2 separate regions of the Mus musculus genome follow, and region 1 is linked to region 2. A link is a contact called in public HiChIP or PLAC-seq data. All regions are on one chromosome and are shown on one strand. Each heading gives the region's core, a stretch centred on a gene start, on an enhancer-like site or on the middle of the called end of the contact. The rest is flanking DNA. Distances are from core to core; before and after follow the strand shown.

The links. HiChIP or PLAC-seq counts read pairs in DNA pulled down with a chosen protein or histone mark.
Region 1: an H3K27ac HiChIP or PLAC-seq map of heart atrium shows a contact between it and region 2, with 13 read pairs. The contact joins the promoter of Igfbp7 here to the enhancer-like site in region 2. A contact is called at or near these places in 1 of 39 promoter capture datasets (epiblast stem cells), 1 of 15 datasets of contacts at CTCF or cohesin (CD8 T cells), 35 of 484 Hi-C or Micro-C datasets (CD8 T cells, DN3 thymocytes, Th1 cells and 25 more), 9 of 115 datasets of contacts at active chromatin or transcription factors (bone marrow-derived macrophages, embryonic fibroblasts, embryonic stem cells and 3 more) and 3 of 9 other capture datasets (adipose tissue, embryonic stem cells and liver).

Annotation. Positions count from the first base shown.
Region 1 is chr5:77,404,474-77,409,610 of GRCm38.p6, forward strand. It overlaps Igfbp7 (insulin-like growth factor binding protein 7), which reads right to left and starts at 3,572. Exons shown (of 5, transcript NM_008048.3): 1 at 3,067-3,572. The coding sequence starts at 3,541.
Region 2 is chr5:77,369,822-77,374,664 of GRCm38.p6, forward strand. The region is part of intron 1 of Igfbp7 (insulin-like growth factor binding protein 7); the gene reads right to left. Among named protein-coding and RNA genes, the nearest start is that of Gm34648, 14 kb to the right of the region's middle. Within about 2 kb of position 3,215, at least 93 of the 459 cell types and tissues checked have an H3K27ac peak or open chromatin away from gene starts, as enhancers often do. A contact at or near this core is called in CD8 T cells, Th1 cells, adipose tissue and 10 more, where this site is marked.

The DNA.
Region 1 (5,137 bases), core at 2,322-4,821, 35 kb after region 2:
TCCCTGTGTATGTATCTTTGTGTGCATGTCCATGTCTGTGTCCGTGTGTCCGTGTCCGTGTCCATGTGTGTGTGTGTGTGTGTGTGTGTGTGTGTGTGTGTGCAGGATGTAGGCAGGAGGCACTCTAGGCAGAAGGTAGTTCCAAAGGCATGTAGAACAGCAGCCATATAGTCTAGCAGGAATACAGGAAGACTGGAGGGAAGAGATCTGATGGAATCGCACTGTGAAGACCCTCCTATTGCCTGAGTGGCAGTTTGAACTGAGCCATGGAAGGACTAAGAAGAGAGACTGAGTGGTGGTATTCTAGGGTCCACAAGTAACATTTCTGAAGGGTGAGAAAATGGTACTCAAATATATCAGAGTAACTACATGGGTACCAAGGAACTCAGATGTAAAGGACTGTAAGCGAAAGGTCTGAGAACTGGGATAGAAGAGCAACATCTTCTGTCCTGGCGCCATGGCTATTCATCACGACCCTCATCATCTTTGTCCTGATTCTTTTTATTAAACTGAATTGTCAGTCATCCCCGCCCCCCCCCCCCCCCCCGTCCAGTTAGCCAAGGACCTCAGTGAATTCTACTGGCACTCAGTTCACAGTGACGGCTCCAAGACTTGAGATTATTAGCTCTTTCACTGCAGGAATATAGAACCAAGCAGGGCAAGGTCTCTCGCTGGAAGGCATTAAATGGTAATCTCAGTGAAGAGCAACACCAGGAGGGGCTCCAGGGATCCAGGGAAAGTGCTCGGTAATTTGTAACCAATACACACTTCCTTCATCGTCAAGCCCAGATTTGCTCCGTGCGTCCCCGGCTATACACAGCTGAAGCTGGCTAGCTGCTCAATAAATATTATGCTTAATGAAAACAGAGGAACAGAATGTAGATGGCTTATTTCACCTGGGCTGAGTTCTGCAAAAATACACCTTCTCTCCCTCAATGCAAACACAATGCAAGTTTCTTTTGGGGGGAAAGGAATGGCCAGAAGAGGGAGGAAATACATTTTTACTCTCTACAAAGACCCAGTGCTAAATGGTACATAAGGAAGCAGTACTGTCTATTTAGCTTTTATCGCTGTTAGACTGTCCCTAGGACCCCAGATGAGTACATGATCACCCACTCTCCTCTGCTTTGGAAAGGTATTCTGGAGGCTCTCTGTCGGCTCCCTAGCCCCTCCTGTTCTTCCTGGCACCCTCCTACCAGAGCCTTAGAAGCCGGTCCCCATGTGTGTCAGGGTGAGATGGAGAGATGACAGACTGACTTATGTCAAGGTTTCCAATTTTAGATGCTATTTATCTCCATCTTCCTGAGCATAAAGAGGAAGCCAGGCCATACCCTTAAAGTGGATTGCAGCCTAGAGAGGGACCAAAGAGCTGGGTGTCCCTGGCAACGAGGCAGACCAGACCGGTGCCTTCTTATTTCTTCATCATACTGTGTGAGTGTCAAGAGAAGGAAGTAGCAAGAGAGAAACTGATAAAACTCTATATCTCCAAAAAAAGACAGGAGAATGGAGGGGCACAACTTGGGATGAAGAAGTAGCCTGGGAAGAGGAGTGGAGAGGATAATGATGAGGCTAAATATAATAAAAGTACATTTATGAAATATCATAACAAAAGCTATCATTTTGTATAATTAATAAATTATTTTTATTCATTATAAAATAATATAAATTATCCTGTTTTATAAATATGTAATACATAAATAATATACAACACATACAAGTATATAGTATTATATATGTAATAAGTATATATCAAAATATAAAATAGTATAAACATATAAAATGATAAAAATTAACAAAATAAACTCGCCACAGATGAGGAAACACCACTTGGGAAGTCACCAGGCTAATCTGCTCTGATAGGGGAAAGATGTCTGCCTCTGAGACTCTGGGAAAGAAGTTTCCCCTTGGGATGTTTATAAGAAACTCTCAATATTTGTAATGAATTTGTAATGTTCATTTCCCCTCATGATGTGACTGTTGTGCAAGAGCTAAAGGGGGAAAATGGAGGTTTCTGTTGGAAACAGGGATATTTGGTCTGTGATTTTATAAACGGTGGTAATATCCTACATGGGTAACTGTGAGTTATACCACTTAAGGCTTTCAATGGTGAACTTTGAAGCGAATGGCACACAGCCTATTTGCATAGGGATTTCTGGGAAAAACTGTCAAGAAAGAACTGTTCCTTGGAAAGGCTGGAGAAAGCCTGAACTGTGTTCAAGATGCAACAGCTGACATTCCTCCCCTCCCCTCCTACCTTGGCTGAAGCCGGGGCAGCAGCTGCCAGAGCAGGACTCTAACTTTCCCTCGAAACGACTGCTCATGGAAAATGTTATTTCAGGCACTAGGAGTTAAAGTTTCTGATTTCTTTCTTCCCCCCAACCTCAGACTTTTTTCCAACTTCATTTGTGCAAGTTTGGATTAGTATGGGATACAATAGACAAACCCAATGTCAAAGCCATTCCAGCGGAACCTTGCATCCTGTGGACAAATTATGAAAAAACATAACCAAGGCCCGAGAAGAAAAACAACATGGTCAGAGGATTCACAACATCAAAGCGTTTGTGTTTCTTTTAACCCTCAAGTATAATGTTCTAGCTAGGTTACCGCTTGAGAATTGGAAACGCCAGTACTTGAATATTAATATGAACTTCAACTTAAAGAATTATCTTGTTAGTAAATCGACTTTCTGAACATCTTTCCTTTGCATTTTTCTGCTAACCCTGTCTACCCATCTTTCTGTACACACCCAAAAGAAAGAAAGAACGACGAGAAAGGTTTTTAAGAGTGTGGAGGCGTTTGAAACTTGCCCTGCAGGCTAGTTGGGTAAACTGTGCCTCGGAGTCTCGGAAAATCTTTTCTATATTTACACCCGTTACTGCGATTTCTCACTTTCTTGGCGCACACAGGCAACTCCAAATAAAACCATGCCAAGAGAACCAGGGAGGCGTTTCTCCTGGCTCGGGACACCGGGTTAGCCATCAACTCCTCCCTCCCGCGGGTCTCCAGGAATGCTCTGCGGCGGCGGGGGAGGAGGAAGGAGTGGGCGGGGAAGGCGCTGGTGCCCACCTTGCTCGCAGGTGCCCTTGCTGACCTGGGTGATGGCCTTCTCCCCGCGGCTCTCGGCGCGCAGGCTGGCAGCGCGCAGCTGGCAGCCGCTGGGGTAGGTGATGCCGTTGCTGCCGCACACCGGGTAGCGGCTCTTGCACACGCACACGGCGAGGGTCGCGGGACCGCCGGCTGCTGCCCCGGCTTTACCCTTCCGCCTCTTGCGGCTCTTCACGCACTCCATGCCCGGCGCGCAGTGCCCCCTGCCGGCCGCGCCGCCCCCGCACGGCTCACCCTCGCCGCGAGCACACACCGGGCAGCACCCGCACGCGTCGCGGGTCTCACCCAGCGGGCAGCCGAGCCGGGGCAGCGCGGGGCAGGAGGCCGGCACGCACGGGCCGCAGGCATCCGAAGAGGAGGAAGAGGAGAGGGGCAGGAGCAGGAGCAGCAGTCCGGCTGCACCCAGCAGCAGGGCGCGCGGCGGCCGCTCCATCATAAGGTGGCTGGATGCGAGCGCGCGAGTGAGCAGTCCGGGTCCCGGAGGCCAACCCTTAAAGCCGCTGCCCCGCCCGGTGCTCCGTGGGAGCCCTCCCCGGGGCGGAGAGTCAGCCCGCTGCCCGCCCCGCTTCGCCCGCCCGGGATCCGGCCTCCCGCCGTCGCCGTCGTGGGCATCCTCGCTGCCCTGGAGAGCTCGTCCCACGTCCACCATGCGTGCTGACCGGCTCCTGCTCAGCCCCCTGCCCCTGTCCTCACTCTGCAGCACTGGAGGGAACGAGCCTCCCGCGTCCTTTCCTGCTCATTTTCCAGATCCAGCTATTTTTTTTTAAACTTTTTTTTTTTAAACAACTAGGACTTTATGAAAATGCACTGTTTACTTCATTAAATTCTCGTGGGTCTGGGAAACCTGAGTGCTTTGTGGTTACTCTTTTAAGGACAGACTACGAAGGGAGTAGCGTTTGTGTCCTCTTTGGCTACAGGGCTGGTTTTCGATGTCATGTTCTTCTTTTTGGAACTTCATAATCTTGCTCTTCTCTCGTATCACCCAAGCTATCTGATGCTGAGTCGTTTAAAATTCTTTTTAAAAGTTATGGTTCTAGACTTATTTGCTTTTATTTTATGTGTATGGATGTTTTGGCTGCATGTATGTGTACATTATGTGTGTGCCTGGTGCCTCCGGGGTGGTGGTGGTAGGGTAGAAGACCTGATACCCCGTTACTGGAGTTATAGACAGTTGTTAGACACCTTGTGTGTGCTAGGAATCGAACTCAGGTCTTGGATGTGAAGCCAGTGCTCCCTTAACTGCTAAGCCATTTTTTTTTAAAAGCATTTTTATTTTGTGTTTGTGAGTGAGTATGTATGTTTGTGGGTCCTCGTGCCAAATATGTGGAGGTTAGAGAAAATCAGCTGTGGGGCAGCTGATTTTCTCTGTCTACTATGTGGGTCCTAGGGCTTGAATTCTGCTTATCAAACTGGTTCCCAAACCACTGGCCTGGGTTAGTATTTAAAACACACAGAGAAGACCATTTAGAGGAAGGCTACTATTGGACCTGCGGGGACACTGGTCTTGTGTCCTGTTTCTTTAGGATATTTAGCAGTTTAGTGCTCACACATGTGGGAAGCCGTTGCAGAGTGGCAGTTACAGAGTGGCAGTTGCAGAGTGGCAGTTGGCTACTGCTGGCCACCACACATACATAGGCAGTAAAGGTTCTTTTGCCAAGACGAGGTTTTGAGAATTAACCAAAGTTAACCAATCAGATGAGAGACAAGTTAACCAATCAGATGAGAGACAAGTTAACCAATCAGATGAGAGACAAGTTAACCAATCAGATGAAAGACAAGTTAACCAATCAGATGAGAGAGACTCCTCTCCTAGGCCTATATAAGCAGCACCAGTTCTGGGCTTGGGGTCACTTCGCCTCTGCAATCAAGCTCTCCCAATAAACATGTGCAGAAGGATCCTGTTGCAGCGTCTTTCTTCCTGGCCAGTCGGGCATGTGCAAGACACACAGATAGCAGTTAGCAGGGATCAGGATCTCTGATCCCAGAAGGAAGAGCTTGAGACAGAGCTCACTGGAGTCCACAGAAACACTAG
Region 2 (4,843 bases), core at 1,965-4,464:
AAAAAAGCAAAAAAAAAAAAAAACGAAACAAGCAAGAATGTTTTTGGTATAGCTGTCTGGCTTACACTGTCACCTGTCTGACCACTAGGAAAGGGGCAGTTCTGTTCTCCTGAACTACTTATTTACCTACAAAGTGCAGATCAGTCTGATCTGATCCCGAGGACCCTCCTGACCTCCTGCCTTGTCACGCCCGTCCCCCACTATGAGCTCAGCCACAGCGAACTCCCCTGGTTTCTTACACATGTCTTGCTCTTCCCAGCCCCTGAATTTTGCACATTCCAGTCTTTTTCTAGAACATTCACCTCCTTTTTCCAAGGTTAATTTCTACATACCCTTTCAGTTTCGCCTTGATTTTTGTTTGACACCAAAACCGTTATCTCCCTCGACGCTTCCACTTTGCGTTTCTATACCAACCTTGCTCAGAACCGGGGCCTCCTTCCTGTCCTCCCACTAGATTGGAGCCCCAGTGCTGGTGGCACAGGCAATTTGTTCTCTCTAGTTTCTTCCTGAGTCTCATCCCTGCACACCAGGGATAACCACCAAACCCCTGAGCATCAGAAAAGCAGCTTCTACCAGAATGCGCACTTGGCTTAGTTCATGGAAGGTTTAAACAGTATGAGTTCAGGAGTCACTCCAAGAAGCAGGTTTTCCTGGCTGTTCCTTATTAAAAACGACCTTGTAGGGCTCCAGGTTATATAAAACCAGCTAGCGGCCACTATGATATTCTGTAGTTTCTGCACCGGCATGTTTTAGCATTTGGGAGAGTTTCAAGTGCAGAGATTTTGATTAATTGTGACCTACTTATGAACTGGTCCTCAACTGTTTGTAGGTACAATATGTGAATGTTGGGGCTTGCCCTTCCCGGGCTGCTGAGTCAGCTCTCAAGGAGAGCCCTGAAATGGTTAGAACTGCTGAATCTTTGTTTTTATGCTTATACTAACAGGTCATCCATTAAGGAAAAAACATGTGTTTTAGAAAAGTAGCAATCTCAAAAAAAAAAAAAAAAGAAAGAAAAAAAAAGAAAAAAAAGTAGCAATCTCATTTTAAAAGTTTAGATACAACCCAGAAGACAAAGCTAAAGACTTGCTCTATAGCAGATTGTTCCTATTTTAGTCAACATGTAAGATGTGAACATTGGAGGTCACTGGTTAGTCGGTCTGGTAGTGGAGACTAGAAAGGAGTCTGGAGCATCGACTGAATAAAGTGCAGAAGTGCACATCTGGAAAAGATGGATTTGGGGATACAACTGGCAAGACAAGTTATACAAAGCTGTCAACAAGACAGCAAGTTTTTTTGAGACAGGGTTTCTCTGAATAGCTGTGACCATCCTGGAACTCACTATGTAGACCAGGCTGGTCTTGAACTCAGAAATCCACCTGCCTCTGCCTCCCAAGTACTAGGATTTTTAAGCGAAGCCCGTCTACTTCAGGCTCCCAACACCAGAGACTCCTCTGTGGATGATCTAACACGGGGGAAGCTTGCTCTAAAGGAGCAGGCCTTGCTGGTGGAGTAGGTGATGAAAGAAAGAAAGATTCTCTGCTCGTGGGAAAGCAGCAATTTCCTGTTTATACTTTAATTTTCACTTGTTTGTGTTGGCTTTTCAAACAGGGTTTCTCTCTGTAGCCCTGGCTGTCCTCAAACTCACTGTGTTAGACCAGGCTGACCTCAGAGATCCACCTGCGTCTGCCTCCTGAGTGCTGGGATTAAACGCATGCACCGCCGTGCCTAGCTGTTGATCTGTTTTTAACTGGGCTGGAGATTGAACCCAGGGCTACATGCATGCAAGGAAAACACAATATCACTCACCCATACACTAAGCTTTGTCTTCATGTTCTTTAAATTGCCATGGTGTCAGGGCGGGAGAGATAGGTCAGCAATTAAAAGTGTTTGTTGTTTGCAGAAAAAAAAAAGTAGCAATCTCATTTTAAAAGTTTAGATACAACCCAGAAGACAAAGCTAAAGACTTGCTCTATAGCAGATTGTTCCTATTTTAGTCAACATGTAAGATGTGAACATTAGAGGTCACCTGGGTTCAACCCATATGGCAGGTCACAATCATCCTCGGCTCTAGGGGGTCTGGTGACCTCGTCTGACCACTGCCAACAACAGGAACACACATGGTGCCCAGATATACATCTGAGTGAGACACTCATATACGCAAAATAAATAAATCTCAGTAAGAAAGTACCATGAAGTCAATGAACTTTAGATTTGGAGGGGCCCTCAACTCCATCCTGCCCAAACCTTCTTTGGCCAGATGAGGGTCAAAGGCTCACACATTTGCCTAAGCTCATCTGAAGATGATGGAGAAAAGGAACCAGTGGGCTATATGAACTCGTCTCCTTGATTTGATTAACAACCCCGCAGGAACCTCACCTATCTTTACTCTGAGGCCGTCCAGACAGCATAGCGACTGGGAGAGCAGAAATGTGCTGGGGATAGCCATGAAGCATCCCACCCTGTGCTCCTAGGCGGATGGTCAGCTGCCAGACTCAGCTTGGAAAGAATTCCAGTTTGCATGGATGAAACACGGACAAATAAGATAACTGAGGGTCTGGGTGAGTGATTTCCCCAATTCTCCTGAGCTTCGGGTTGGAAAAGTGCAGCCTGCTCTGGAATTCGAGAACATCACAAACAGTCCTGAGTAGAAACTTCCCAAGTGACCTCAGCCCATACTTCCGGGCTTGTCTCAGTCCCGTTTCCAGTTGCTGGCTTGCCCACATGTGTCTGAGATAGAAAAAACAAAGAGGAAAAGCTTTCCAAAAAACGCACACTAAGCAAAACATATCTTCCTGTGTTCTCTGGCAAGAGAGCTGGAAAGCAGGTGATGGGTTCAAGGACAGGGATCCCCCAGCAAGATAACTCAGTTTACTGCGGTGAGAAGGGCAGTTGAGGAAACTGCGGTGAGAAGGGCAGTTGAGGAAACTGCGGTGAGAAGGGTAGTTGAGGAAGCTTGGGAAAGAGGCTCTGGAGAGAACACAGTTAACTCTCCTCATCCCGAGACCAAAAATACTAGAGAGGACAATTTAAGGGAGGAAGGGTTTATGTTGGCATATTGTGCAGCCCGTGGTTGCTCCGCCCCTTGGTTGCAAGCAGATCACCATGGTAACGGGGTCACATGATGGAGGCTTCTTGGTGAACAGTAAGTAGAGGAAAGGACATAAAGACAGTGGCCTGGGGAAGATTCCATCTCATTAAGCTACTTCCTCCAAAGGCCCCCGAAGATGAATCACCTTCTAGCAATGCTGTCATCTTAGAACTCTATCAAGGGATTAGCCCTGATTGGGCCACCGCTTGCATGATCTAATGGTTTCTGGAAATGCCCAGATGGAGCTGCAAACATGCTTTATCAACCTCCCAGGTCTGTCTGTCTGTCTGTCTTTCTCTCTTTCTTTCTCTCTTTCTCTCTCTCTCTCTTTCTTTCTCTCTTTCTTTCTCTCTTTCTTTCTTTCTTTCTCTCTTTCTTTCTCTCTTTCTTTCGGTTTTTCGAGACAGGGTTTCTCTGTGTAGCCCTGGCTGTCCTGGAACTCACTCTGTAGACCAGGCTGGCCTCGAACTCAGAAATCCGCCTGCCTCTGCCTCCCGAGTGCTGGGATTAAAGGCGTGCGCCACCACGCCCGGCTCTCTCAGGTGTTTTCTAATCCAGTAAGGTAGGCAGTTGAGAACAATCTTCACACCATCCCTGGACTGACCCCACAACAAGGATGAGGCTCACTCTTTATTGTAGAGTCCTGGAGTGCCACCAGGCAAGCATTTTCTAATTGGCAGGTCCATCCGGAGATAGATGTACCAAGAGGTCAGCCTCCTCCCCGTGCCAGAAGCGTGCAGCTGGATTCTGAGCAGCTCCCCACAGAGTTGGTAATGGTTCCATTGGGAAAGGGTGTTCAGCAACTGCAAGTGAAGATCTGCCTGGGAAAGATCACTTTTAGAGGCCTGGCTCTCACCGGTCAATGCCACTCCTTCAACGTCGCTCCTCTCTGGCTAACTCCTGGGTGCAGGAAATCTCTGACATATCTTTGAATGATTTCCTTCCTTCCTGTGGGTGCATGCTTTAACTGCAACTTGACAAATTATAGCTGTATGTACTTACGGGATAAATGTGATATTATAATTTATGAGTAAAACCAAGCCAAGCCAATGAGTATTTTTATCACTTCAAATTCTTATCCCATCAGTCTGTCTATCTACTATCTATCTATCTATCTATCTATCTATCTATCTATCTATCTATCTATCATCTATCTATCTATCTATCTACATATCATGTATCTCTCTATCCATCATCTCTATCACCTATCTATCTATCTATCTATCTATCTATCTATCTATCTATCTATCTATCCATCTATCTATCTATCTATCTATCTATCATGTATCTCTATCCATCCATCATCTCTATCATCTATCTATCTATCTATCTATCTATCTATCTATCTATCTATCTATCTATCTATCTATCTATCTATCTACCTATCTATCTACCTACCTACCTACCTACCTACCTACCTACCTACCTACCTACCTACCTACCTAGTGTGGTGAGGACATTTGAAGTCTAGTCTCTTCCTAGTGGTGAAGTATACAATACACTATTATTTGTTTGCTATATCCGCCACATTGCACAGTTTGCTAAAACAAATCACTCCTGTTTAATTGAGCTTCTGTGCCCTTGAGCCTCCTTCATCCCTTTCCACAGCATCCCCACCTGGCCACAGGTTCCACTATTCTTTGCACTCTGCTTCTTTGGTTTTGATGGTTTTGGATCCTACATAGAACTGAGAACATGCCACATTTTTCTGGGCTTGGCTTATTCCACTCTCCACTGTGGTCTATAATTCTATAC